Linked DNA regions of Mus musculus: regions 1 and 3 are each linked to region 2. The links are chromatin contacts, called in public HiChIP or PLAC-seq and promoter capture Hi-C maps. All regions are on one chromosome and are shown on one strand. The core of a region is the stretch at or near the end of the contact, and the rest is flanking DNA. Distances in the headings are between cores, read along the strand shown.

The links. Promoter capture Hi-C pulls out the DNA fragments that hold promoters and counts their contacts. HiChIP or PLAC-seq counts read pairs in DNA pulled down with a chosen protein or histone mark.
Region 1: a contact with region 2 is called in a promoter capture Hi-C map of pre-B cells, with 4 times the contacts expected there. The contact joins the promoter of Ccdc173 here to the promoter of Dcaf17 in region 2. A contact is called at or near these places in 2 of 39 promoter capture datasets (liver and pre-B cells), 1 of 484 Hi-C or Micro-C datasets (B cells) and 1 of 9 other capture datasets (embryonic stem cells).
Region 3: a contact with region 2 is called in an H3K27ac HiChIP or PLAC-seq map of embryonic stem cells, with 5 times the contacts expected there. The contact joins the promoter of Myo3b here to the promoter of Dcaf17 in region 2. A contact is called at or near these places in 3 of 39 promoter capture datasets (embryonic stem cells, hippocampal neurons and liver) and 1 of 115 datasets of contacts at active chromatin or transcription factors (embryonic stem cells).

The regions. Positions count from the first base shown.
Region 1 is chr2:69,786,976-69,791,230 of GRCm38.p6, forward strand. Ccdc173 (coiled-coil domain containing 173) reads right to left here and starts at 2,511. Exons shown (of 9, transcript NM_001077684.1): 1 at 2,440-2,511; 2 at 185-411. The coding sequence starts at 2,488. It overlaps Phospho2 (phosphatase, orphan 2), which reads left to right and starts at 2,762. Exons shown (of 4, transcript NM_028521.2): 1 at 2,762-2,981; 2 at 3,311-3,346.
Region 2 is chr2:71,053,779-71,057,545 of GRCm38.p6, forward strand. Dcaf17 (DDB1 and CUL4 associated factor 17) reads left to right here and starts at 1,966. Exons shown (of 14, transcript NM_001165980.1): 1 at 1,966-2,341; 2 at 2,717-2,820. The coding sequence starts at 2,216. Mettl8 (methyltransferase like 8) reads right to left here and starts at 1,828. Exons shown (of 10, transcript NM_145524.3): 1 at 1,593-1,828.
Region 3 is chr2:70,036,453-70,040,497 of GRCm38.p6, forward strand. It overlaps Myo3b (myosin IIIB), which reads left to right and starts at 2,674. Exons shown (of 35, transcript NM_177376.4): 1 at 2,674-2,700; 2 at 2,846-2,888. The coding sequence starts at 2,694.

The DNA of each region.
Region 1 (4,255 bases), core at 1,261-3,760, 1.3 Mb before region 2:
AAATTTTAATAAAATGTTCACCTTAACTGAGTCATTTATGGTATGTTACTTAAAGATCTTAAAAAGGTGTGTCATTGTATTTATGGTACTTTGAGCATAACATTATCTATACCAGGTATAAGGCACTACTCAGAAGCAGCAGTTATTGTTCAAAGCATGTGAGTTCTGGAAGGTTGAGACTTACTGCATATGTGTTAGTCCAGTGTTTTACCAACTCTTGGGATTTCACATGCATTTTCTTCTTTGCTGCTCTTTCTGCACGAAGGACTGCTGCTTCTCTTGTCAACCTGTTGAGGCTATCCCGGATCCTCTCCCACTCAGCGTGTGGGATTATGGTGATCTGCTGGAGATCCACCTTGCTAGGTAGGAGGGGTGGATAGGGAATCTCTTCTTTTTCAAAGCAATCCATTCCTAATGCATTAAGAAACATAATTTTTAAATACTTTTCAGGAAGAGTTCACCTGACTTTTTTTTCCAGAAATTTCTGGAGTATAGTAGTATCTGAAAATTGCCTCAAATGTGTAACTTAAGATTGGCTGAGGGAGATAATACGAGACTTTATGAAATCAGAGTGAAGTGATCAAATCTTTGGTGATTTCCTTCATTTGTAAACTTGGGCAAGACATTGAACTTTGTGGGATCTTGGTGGAAAAACTCCTGATCAAGAGAGTGAGGTCTACGGCCTGGGTGGAGATCAAACATGCTGGTGGGGTTGGGATTCAATCACGTTTTCTCAGGGTCCATCCTAGAACTCCTCGAGTCATGCTAATGAGATAGGCAGAATTAGCTCTTTTATAAGACCCATTTCATTAAATTTGATAAGTATATGCCTCCAAAGCCATCATTACAGTTCAGATAACGGCCACAGGACACCAACAGTCCCCACACCCATTTACTGCTTGCCATCCCTCCTTAGGCTCTACTAGGCCACCACTCATCTACTACTTTTATTATAGATTTTACTCAAAAGAATTACTTTGAGATTCATTCATGTTGTCATATACGTGATTTTATTGCTTTATGCTCTTTCCCAGAATCCCTGCCCCAATGCAGAACCTTATGGGGCACAGCCATGTAACATGTTAACATGTTAACATGTAACATGTTAAGTCTCTTCACTCTTCTGAACTGATCAGAGGAGTGTATTCTCCTTTTCTTCTCTCTCCTTAGCATGCTTTCCTTAACACTGTGAGCTTTCCCCAGCGTTTCAGACTGCACGCTTCCTCTAAAGCAGCAGTTTCTCAGTCTGTGCATCTCAGCACCTTTGGGGGTCGAATGAGGGTCGCCTAAGACCACTGGGAAACACAGATATTTAATAATAATAATTTAAGCATAATTCATACAATTATAATCATGAAGTAGCACAGAAAATAATTTTATGGTGCGGGTCGCCACAACATAAGGAACTGTATGTAATAAAGGGTCACAGCACTAGGGAGATTGAGAACCACTGTTCGAAAGCATCTCTCCTCAATACACAGCAGTTTTTCCAAGTGGAGCAATTCAGAAAGAGGCTGAGAGAAGCCAGTTTGAATCAGTCAGCTTGCAGAGGAGTTTGGGCCAGAACACCTGTGTTGAACCATCGAGGCCAGAGTTCAGAAAGAACTAGAAAGGGTGAGCTTATTCAGCAGTAAGCCTCCAAGACAACAGTTACATCTGGTGAATAAAAATTACTTTTACAATGTCCTTGTGTATGAATCAAATTTCCTAATGTTCCCACTGACCAGATTGTGTCTATCCTAGGGTGCAGGGTGGGGGTAGGGTGCTATTGCTACAGAACTCAAGCAAAACGTGAAGATAGTTCAAATTTCCAAGAATCTATTAGTTACCATGACAACAATTAAACTTGTGGAAAGACTTTGTTTTTAGAAGTCCTACTTGCTCACATCTTTGAAAAAAAATCAAATCTTAGGTCACTTTAATTGGTCACTTTAATTACCTCATTATCATTTTTTTTTTTTTTTTTACATTATCAAAGCATTTGACTAGGGGAGAATTTTAACTTTAGCGTGGAAAGAACTGAGGTTTTTCCGTGAGCTTTAGAAAAGATTACTCAGCAGGTCTGCAACATTATAAAGATTTTGATAGGTCAATAACATTTCCAAACGGCATTCCAAAATTTATTCAACGAATTACAAAGCTTAAGTGCCCCGAGTGTCTGACGAGTTACAGCTGGGGTAAGGCTCTAACTGCTGCCTTTTCTACCCCTATTCTACTCCTAGTCTATTCTTTCTACTGCTACGCTCCCCTAGTCCTCTTTCCTTTTTCCACTCATTCACCTGAAGGCCAACCTGCCTAACTTCCAAGGATGCTTGCTGGGACTGCTTTCGACTTGGTTAAAGCCCATTTCAAAAGGCAACCGAAGCCCTCACTTTGTCACCCTATGCTGGGGTTCTAGAAACAACAACCCCAGCTCCGGCACGGGCCAAGGCAGCTCACCTTGGCTTTCCTTCGCCTGCCCGGAGCGCCGTCCAAAGCGCACCTGCATCTTTAACAAAGCTGATCCCGCGAGTCCAGAGCAGGTGATACTACTTCCAAGCTGAAGTCAGCTACTGAGCGATAACTAAACCATTTGGTTGTTTAGCAACCACGCCGGAAGTGACGTCAGTCTCCAATCCAGGAACCAGGAAGGAGCCCTGTCCGCGGCTGAACCGAGGCCCGAAGCCCGGGTGTGCGCGTGCGCAGTGCAGAGCAGTGGGCGAGCCGGCGCTAGCAGTTCACCGGCTGCGTAAGGCACGAGAACCAACCGGCCGACGCTGGTGCTGATGCTGGCGGCCCGCTGCGACCCAGGCCTGGGTCAGTGAGGAGCCCTCGGTCCCGCTCGGCCGCTGCCGCTTTTCTCACTCGCTGCGCTAGTTTGGAACCGGCCGGTGTGCGAGTCGAGGCCCAGGCTGGGTGCGAGCTTCTACTCTGCGCCCCGCTGGCTGAGGTGAAGGACAGCCCTTTGACCACCGAGCCACAAGGATTAAAGGACAGAAAAGGTGTTTTTAAATGATTTGATTTATGAGGCATAGTCAGGACTATATGAGACCCTGTCAGTTGTTACGTAGGACTATTAAAACTTGAATGTTGTCCCCAGAACATTCGCGTTGATACCTTTAACATACATTAAACTGCTTGGTAAATAACTTGTAATTAGTGTACTTCGGGAACCAGTCAGTCTCTAATGACACAAAAAGTGGACTGGCACTTGATCTCAGCAGAGGCTCTCCTGACATATCGCTGTACAGCTGATTTCATTACTAAATTAAAGGAAGTGCGACTTTCAATAATGAACGTTCTAATGCATAGTTGTGCTATCTCTCCTCAGGTTTTCTATCAGAGATGTTCCACTGTAATAATGCTGGTAAGTATGGAAGGATTAATAAAAATTTCTGGAGACGGAACTTTTGTGTACTTGTGCTAAGCGAGTTGAAAGCTCCGCAGGGCTGGAAAGGTCAGGGATTGAACTGTCTTTGTAGGCCAACAGCCGCTTGCATAGTTTGTGAGGGAGCACGACGCCTAGCGAGAGATCGGTGAATTACACAGTGCTAGCTGCATCCCCAGCAAATTGTACCTTTCTCTTCCTAAGGCCCTCTTCCCACAAGATAACGCAGAGTGAGCAGGAAGTTCCTTCACGGGACAGAAACTCTGAGCTGAGGGACCTCACCACAAGGGACAACACAGGTGCCCTTTAACCTGTTCACTCTAGAGTTATCCTTGAAGCAACTGGGGCAGAGTATATAACTTAGAAGGCAGAAGCTGTGTAGACCACGTCTCTCAGTGAAAATTATCAGGAGTTTTACCAAATTAGTTACAAGTATTGAACCTCATAAAATATCTCAGTAACGTTCTCATATGGTCTTATATTTCAAATAGGGTCTCATATTTGACTTGAAACTCCCGATTGCAAGTGCCTTTTCCATACAAGTTGGTCTAGAACTAGTTTTTTTTTTTTGGGGGGGGGGTTGGGTTTTTTTTTTGTTGTTGTTGTTTTTTTTTTTTTTTTTTTTTTGTCTCGAAGCTCTTTTGCACCCTAATTGGAAACAGAATTTAAATGACTATTGAGATATTTTAAAAACAAAATCAGAAACAAACAAACAAAAACCCACAAATGACAATTAAACCACTCATTAAGATCTGGCCACTGTCCATAAACCATTTTATGCGTGCTATACTTAGTTATGTGTATGTTTGTATATGTGTTTGTGTGAGAGTAAGTGCACATGATTGAAGGTGCCCAAAGAGACTAGGGCTGTCAGACCCCCCTGGAGCT
Region 2 (3,767 bases), core at 716-3,215:
AAAACTACTGGGATGAAAAGACTGGACAGAAATAGAATCAAAAGTACTTGGTTGTGGGAGAGGCAGAGATGGTCTAATGACTCTCCTTAGGGATCCCAGTGGTAAGATCAATAGCACAGGAAGGGAGCATTCAGAAGGCCGGGTAAGAATGGGGACTGCCCAAGCCGTGAATATTGTGCAGTCCCTCAGCCAGCTCACTGGCTGTCGACTGTGAGGAAAGAAACCACTTACTATGATGATTTAGGGGCCAAGCTTGATGCCTCGTGGAAAAACCTGAAAAACACTGAGAGGCAACTGGCCTTGAAGTACCACCCTGGTAAGAGTGGACGTGAAGGAGAAGCAAGTAAACAGTCTTCTCAAGCGCACAGAGTTTCCAGAGGTTAAGCATTCAGACCTGGGAGAAACTGGGGGGACTTTGGTCCAAACCAAGAAAGACAGCGCCATTACAGTAGAGCAGCAAGTGAGGGGCATGGCCCTCATGTCTGAATGGGTGGTCTGCATCCAGTTGTTGGGACTTAATATGTTAAAGTGAATGCGCGGAAGGTATGATCACAATATGCCCACTACTTGCTACTGTTTTTGTGGTAATAGTGGAGCATAGTGGCATCTTAGAAGTCATGTGAAAAACAAGCACAGAAACCAAAGCTCAGCCATGGTGGGAGAGCACAGAAAGACAAGAGCTGCGACAAGAAAGACAAAAAGGAAATGATGAGTGCAATTCAGCAATGATTTGCATTTCGCTTCAGCCAAAGAAAATCCAGCTATATTTTTCTGGGTTCCAGCATTTCAGTGACAGCTGCATTCATGAATGACCAAATTAACTATTGTGGAGCTTTCTAAAAATATACAAAGCACTCACTCCACCGTATGCTATAAGCAGGTCATGAAATATCAGGGGGGGAAAAAAAAAACCTCCAACAAAACAACCAAACAAACAAACAAAAAAGCCAGACCCCGAAGGAAATGCATCAAGGGTATAAGAGTTTTCCATTTAAAACAACAAAATGAAACGGCTAACGTTTGATCCAGCACATCCATCCTGTACTGTACTTCTGTCGATCAGAAAGCTGGTGTGCTTACTGACTTTTTCTTTAAGCACTTAAGATCACGGAGTGGCATGCCAAGTCTATTAAGTCTATGTGGGAGATGCAGACACCACACTAAAGGGGTTTACAATGAGGTTACGGGTCGCATTTGGTATACAGTTACGGAAATTTTTAGTATGTTAGTAATTTTGAACACGCAGGCTGAGCTAGTTCACAGAGAATGTTATTTTTTACTTAGAGAAGTCAACCTGGATTATCTTAGGCAGTTCAATAAGAATGCAAACATTTCATATTTTATTCCCTATAAGGGGGAAAAATGGAAGGAGGAAGAAAACACAGCAATTACCACAAAACCAGTCAGGGTCCCCGCTGGCCACACAAGGACGAGCCTTTGGGAAGGAGAAATTCAATCCTACTTTGATGGGAAAAACAGCAACTTTCACCACTAATTACCATACAAAAGCATAGTGGTTACACAACTAAATGTTGAAGTCAACCTCATCCACAACGTCCCAAGTGCGGCTGAGGGAAAGCCACGGGGCGTACCTTTGGAGGGTCCCACTGGCCACAACGCCCCTCTGGACGCGTGGCCAGAGCCTTGCAGGGCCAAAGGAGGGGTTGGCAGTCGTCCCACGACCAGGGCAGAAAGGGACTGCTTCCTGGGACACACAGGTGAAGCGACACCACCAGGTGGCTGCACAGCACCCACCAAAGCTATCCAGGTTTACCGCGTGCAGCCCGGAAGGCTACCCGACCCACTGCGCAGCCCTACGGCGCAGCCTATTAGGGCCAGGAGAGGCGGGCTAGGGGCAGGGAGGGGTGGGGCGGGGCCAGGCCAGCCCTCGCTCTGCCTGACGGGAATTGTAGTTCTGAAAAAGAAGCCATAGGGGCGGAAAAGGCCAAGGGGACTACATTTCCGGGAGAGGGAGTGGATACGGAGGGCCGCGAGGTGCAGCGTTAATCCCGAGAGCAGAAAGAAGGGCCAGGAAGGCGCCGTTGATTCTGTTCCTTTGCGTCAAATCCGTGTGTCGCTACCTCTTGATCTCTGCCCCGAGTCCCCAGCGCGGGGTCCCGCGTCAGCCTTCCTTTGAGGTTCGCAGGTGGCGGCTGCCACCCCTCGCGGAAGTGAGGGGCGCGCCCCTCCTGGGCCCTGCGGACCCCTAGTCTCCATGGGCCGGACCCGGAAGGCCAATGTGTGCCGCAGGCTGAGTCGCCGGGCTCTGGGCTTCTATGCACGCGACGCAGGCGTGGTGCAGAGGACGAACCTGGGCATCCTGCGGGCGCTGGTGTGCCAGGTGACGCCCGCCGAAGTCGGGGTGCCCGGGGTCCAACCTCCTGCCGGGCTGCAGTTTTTTACGCGCTCTGATACCCCTTTGAGGGTCTTACGTGGGGAGGGGCATCCGTGTCCCGCAATTAGGGTATTAGAAAATAGGTACTCAGGTCCGCCGCCTGGCGTAGTTTTTAAAAAGCTTCTTTTGCCTTCCTGCAAACAATCGATTCAAAACTTGGGCATCCAACTAAACCGACATCTATGGGCAGAGGGAGAAAAAAAAAAAAAAAAAAGGAGAAACAATGTACTTTAAAACTGTAGATTTCAACTACCCACCGAAAATGGTTCCATAGCAGGGGACTGAGTTCTTTCCTAAACTGAAATTCTTTGTGTCTTTCAGGAGAGTACTAAATTTAAGAATGTTTGGACAACTCATTCCAAGTCACCTATAGCCTATGAGAGAGGAAGAATATATTTTGACAATTACCGGTGCTGTGTCAGCAGGTAAATTCTTGGTGATGATTTTTTTTTTTTTTTGCTATAATCCACCTGACCCTAGTTTTTATAGAACCACGTGGCTTCTTTAGTACTTAGTGAAATTGGAAGATGAAAAAAAAAAAAAAAATGAGTCCATAATAAAACTAGGTGGAAAATGCATGTGATCTTAAAAACTCGTTAAGTCTAAAGTTTCGGACTTCATCTTTGTAAATACTTTTATTTCACACAAAATTATAGCACAGGCAAAATAATACGTTTCTCAGCACAGTTTGCTGTTTTATACCCATTTAAAGATCAGAGTCCAGAAAATGGGTTGTGAAATAATTAGATGCTGCTTAGGAGACAGGCATTTTGTTTTAGAAGTACTTTTTTTTTTTTCCCAAGAGAAAAAAAATGTTCAAACAAAAGTATAGTATTTGTAGATAAATAGTATTTAACAGCCAGCCTCCATCCATTCAAGGTCAGACTGAAGAGAACGACACAGTGAATTGATGCTTCCATGCCCGTCACCTGGATTAAGGGATTATGGAATTGCCGCTCTTTATCTTTCACTTTGCATCTGTAAGAATTATGGGCATTTTTCTGTGTGCCAAGCTTCAGTGGTGTTGTTCCTCCGGAGCAAATCACCTTGTTGAGATAGGTTCTCCTTTCACTGGACTGGGAAGCTAGAATACCTGTAGACAGCCTGGTCAGCAAGTGCTATGAATTTGCCTGTCTCCACCTCCACAACTCTAGGAAAACCATGAGTATTGGGGATCTAAATTCCGGTCCTCATGCTTGCAGGGCACCAGCTGGAACTATCTCAGAAGTGATTAATAACGCCTAAGTTCTTTTCTTGTGGGATCAGAAACTGGAAGTCAGAGAGACTAGTGATTTTTGAGGTTTGCCTTGACTCCAGGAGGTATCTTTTTTTTTTTTTTTTTTTTTTGGTTCTTTGGCAAATCGCCCAACCT
Region 3 (4,045 bases), core at 1,424-3,923, 1.0 Mb before region 2:
TGGACAGCTACATCTTATCCCACTACACCCAGAAGTCATGCACACTAGTTTCACAGGAAGCTCTAAAAGTGTCTAAACTCTCAGATATGTAAGAGAGAAGGCAAGTAGACAGGCAGGAACTACTGGCAGGTGAAGAGACTAATTGAAATGATGATTGCAATGGTCCTAAGAACTCCAAACTGAATTCTGGGCCCATTTAGTATAGCGTTAAATGATCCCTGTAGCCTGAAGTCTTTTCTAGATGGGACCAGTTCTCAATATTTTTTTTTTTTGGTGACTCTGAGTTCCTAGACTAGATGTTATAGTCAGTTTGCTTTGTCGTGGAAATTGGAATATATTTGTTCAGAAAACTTTTTGCTTCATAGAAGTGAAATTAAAAAAAAAAGTTTCAATGATTAATCTTGCAAGTCCATGAAAACGCATTCACCTAACATGACTCAGGGGACAAGGTTCAGCTGGAGCACAGGTGTGTTTGGGTTTAAATCAGTCTATTCTCGATGCAAATTATATTTCCTGTTTTCAGAGGTATAATTTGGGATTTTGTACAGGTGTTTGAAAATAGCATCAATATGATTCATGCAGAAATGATTCAGAACCACAAGGACTGAGCTGTCACCTGGAATTCATGCAGGTTACTAACAAATGGCTGGATGGATGAATCTGCTACTTTTCAAATTAAAATGAGGGCTCTAGAAGTAGAATTTGAAGCCTTTGATCCAAATTCCAGGTTGCTAGCTTGCTTCTGGGTTTGTTTTGACTTACTGCTATGCTGGACTTTTTGTTGCTGTGACCGCATGCCTGGTAGAAGCAACTTGAGAAGGATTTGTAGAGCCTGACAGTCTCAGAGGTCTCTGTTCACCACAGCATAGCACTGCGGCAGAGTCAAGAGCTTGCTCACACCACGGTAGTTGTGAAGGAGGGGGACCGGCCACTGGCTGGTTCCCTCCTTTTAGTCTATCCAGGACCCGACCACCAGATGGCGCTGTCCACATCCAGGGTAAATTCATCTTAAAAAAAAAAAAACACTCAGAGACCACTCATAGACAAAAACATGGTGCTTCTCAATCTAACCAAGTTGGTGGGCAAGATTAACAGTGATGGCGATGTCCTCTGTTCCCTGGACTCTTCTCCATGCACAGTGAGCGCTAGTTTGGGCTTAGGATGAACCCGATAGAAGAGCTTTACAGAAAAGATGGGAAGAGAGGAAACACGGACCACACAGGAAACAGAGCAGCAACCAGAGGATGGGGACCAGAGGAACTTCAGGTCCTGGGAAAATGGAACAGACATAGGAAGAGGAAGTTGACTGGTTCCACTAAGGATCAAGATGGATAATATTATGGTCATGATTACTATGGCAACATGGGATATGAATAGGCTCCATAATATATAACATATATCATAACATAATATATGTTAACAAAGTGTGCTAATGAAATAATGTCAGCCATACTACTGGCTGCAAGTTCCAGCTTTCTCTATACTTCTAGAACCTGCCTCAAAGGGTCCCTAAAGGGCTAGCACTTGCTGGCTGTAGCTCTTCTCAGAGGTTAGGTAAAGCTCTGTGGTACCTACCTTAAGAATATCAGAAATAATAATAATAACAATAATAATGATGATGATGATAATAATAATAATAATAAATTAGCAAGGTCTAGAGGATTGTGCCAGTAATCCCAGTACTTGGGATTACTGAGCCAGGAGGACTGACCACAAATTCAAGGCCAGTATGGGGCACCTAGTGCCCTTGTTACAGAACAGGACCCTGTGATAAGTAAAACAACCCCCCAGTCTTTGGTTCACCCAGTGCTAGGCGGAGGCTGTCTTTTGCAGTGGATGCCTTAGAATTCCCCATTTGTTGTTCAGACACCCAGGGCTTAGTAAGGAATATGAATATCTCTGTTAGAATCACTGCCTGAGTTCTGTTTCCAAATAGACTCTTAACTCAGAAATATGATTTCAAGAAAGACCCAAGCTGAACGAAACCCAGGGATGCCCTTAGTCACGACAGACAGGGCCATGAAGATAGCTGGCTTGGATTCTGGCTTTGGACATAAATGATGAATGTTGGATATGAATTCCTGGAGGTGAGTTTGTATTCTCAAGAGAAACCTGGGCTGCTAAGCCACGAGCAGGCCACCAACATAGGTGCTTAGCTTATGACTAGGACTCTCTGTCTGGAGACATTTCAGGCCTCCCCCACCCCCTTCTTCTCAGTTCCAGTGACAGCACAGAGAGGGGCTTCATAGATACCCATTGCGTGAAGGATATGTGGGCAAACCCACAGGGTTTGTTGAGCAATTGCACTTACAACAGTAAATGCTTTTGAAAATAAGCTTTCCCAGGAACTGAGCCAATAGCACAGGGAGGGGCATTGATGGATGCCCCAACATCCATAGCAGGTCAAGCAGGTACAAGTGGCCCCTTGGGATCTTTGGGACTCTAACGCCTGGTTCCCATCCAGAGTTGGTGCTTGTTGTAGCGCCTCAGCTTCAGCACAGAGCCTGGGCCTCCTCCCTCTGAGCTCCCTTAGGAAGGACCCGCTAACATTCTCTCCCTCTTTACCAGGCCTCCTGCTTCCCAGCGGCCTCAAGTTCTGGCGACTTATTCATTATTCATCTCTTTTCATCCTCGTGCTTGGGAGCAGGGCTTCCCTGCCCTGGGTTTAGTCCCATCTCTGGGCCGCTTGAACAATGGCAGGTAAGGCACTTCCTGCTCTGGCCAGGAATGGAATGAAAACGAATGCCAGACCCTGGTGTCCCGGGAGACCCCAGTGGGTTGACACCAGTCAAGGGCTCCGGTGTCAGGTGTCTGTCCTGATGCTGCTTTTGTTTGTCCCCTGCAGCAGCCTCGGAGGTGAGCGGTGAGCACACAGGAGACAAAACCGGGTAAGAAAGAATGGCTAACTCTTCCTTCCTGCACTCGGGAGAACCAGGCTGAAGCCATCAGATGTGCAGGGCACAGGGGAGCCTTTCTGCTTTTGCTTTATTTGTTTTTATCCTAAAGAAATTTCACACACACACACACACACACACACACACACACACACGCAGACCAAAATCATGTCAACTATTAAAATTAAGAGTTAAAATTAGTGAGGTTCAGTATATTTGATTTAAATGTGATTGAAAATGACTCCCTGTGTATTTAGCCCCCCCCCTTTTTATTTGATGCGTTCTTGTTTAAAAAAAAATTAAGCAACAGCTAGGAATTTTAATGCAATTCCATGTGAGTACTAAGCCTGTAAAATCATTTGCCATCTAACTAGATTTCTGGGTAAACAGTTTGTTCTTTACCCCTAACCGCCCATGTGTGTGTGTGTGTGTGTGTGTGTGTGTGTGTGTGTGTGTGTGTGTTGGCGCGCATGCATAGGGGAAAATGAAACACTGGGGATTGAACCCAGGGTCTTGTGACTGCTAGGCAAGTGCTCTTCTTGACACTAACCTCCCAGTCCCTTTTCTATCAGATCTCGTTGAGACAGATCTATGTGGCTCAGGCTAGCAAGGAACTTACTATATAGTTCAGGCTGGTCTCAAACCTTCCACCCTCTGCTTCTGCCTCCCAAGGGCTGGTGTGTTCCGTAATGGCTCAGCCCTGCTGCTGTCAGACTCAGAAATTTCCAAGTTTCTGTTCTTCAAGGCTGTTTGCAATCATCCTCCCTGAGTGATACTGAGAGGCCGTGTTCAAGAGAGCCACAGTCAAACCTCTGCTGAGCTCGACTCCTGTTGCTTAGACCTTGGGCGCTCATGCGCTTCTCTGGGTGCTCAGATGAGATAATGCAGAGTTTTGCTCTGTAGCACAAAATGTTTGGCCTGCAATGAGTCCCATGACATATCCCAAGCATAGGGAAAGGATGGAAGTCTCCTTTCTGATTGCTATAGGCTATATAGCACCCATCCCCACCTTCCCCACTTCCTGTTCCACCAAGGCCGAGGAACAACAGGCTTGTGGAGGGTGGGTCACATCTTTAAGATGGTCATGGTGAGAGCGCTGTTAGGGTAGTGAAGGGAGAGACCTGTGGATCTCCTTATTCTTATTATAATAT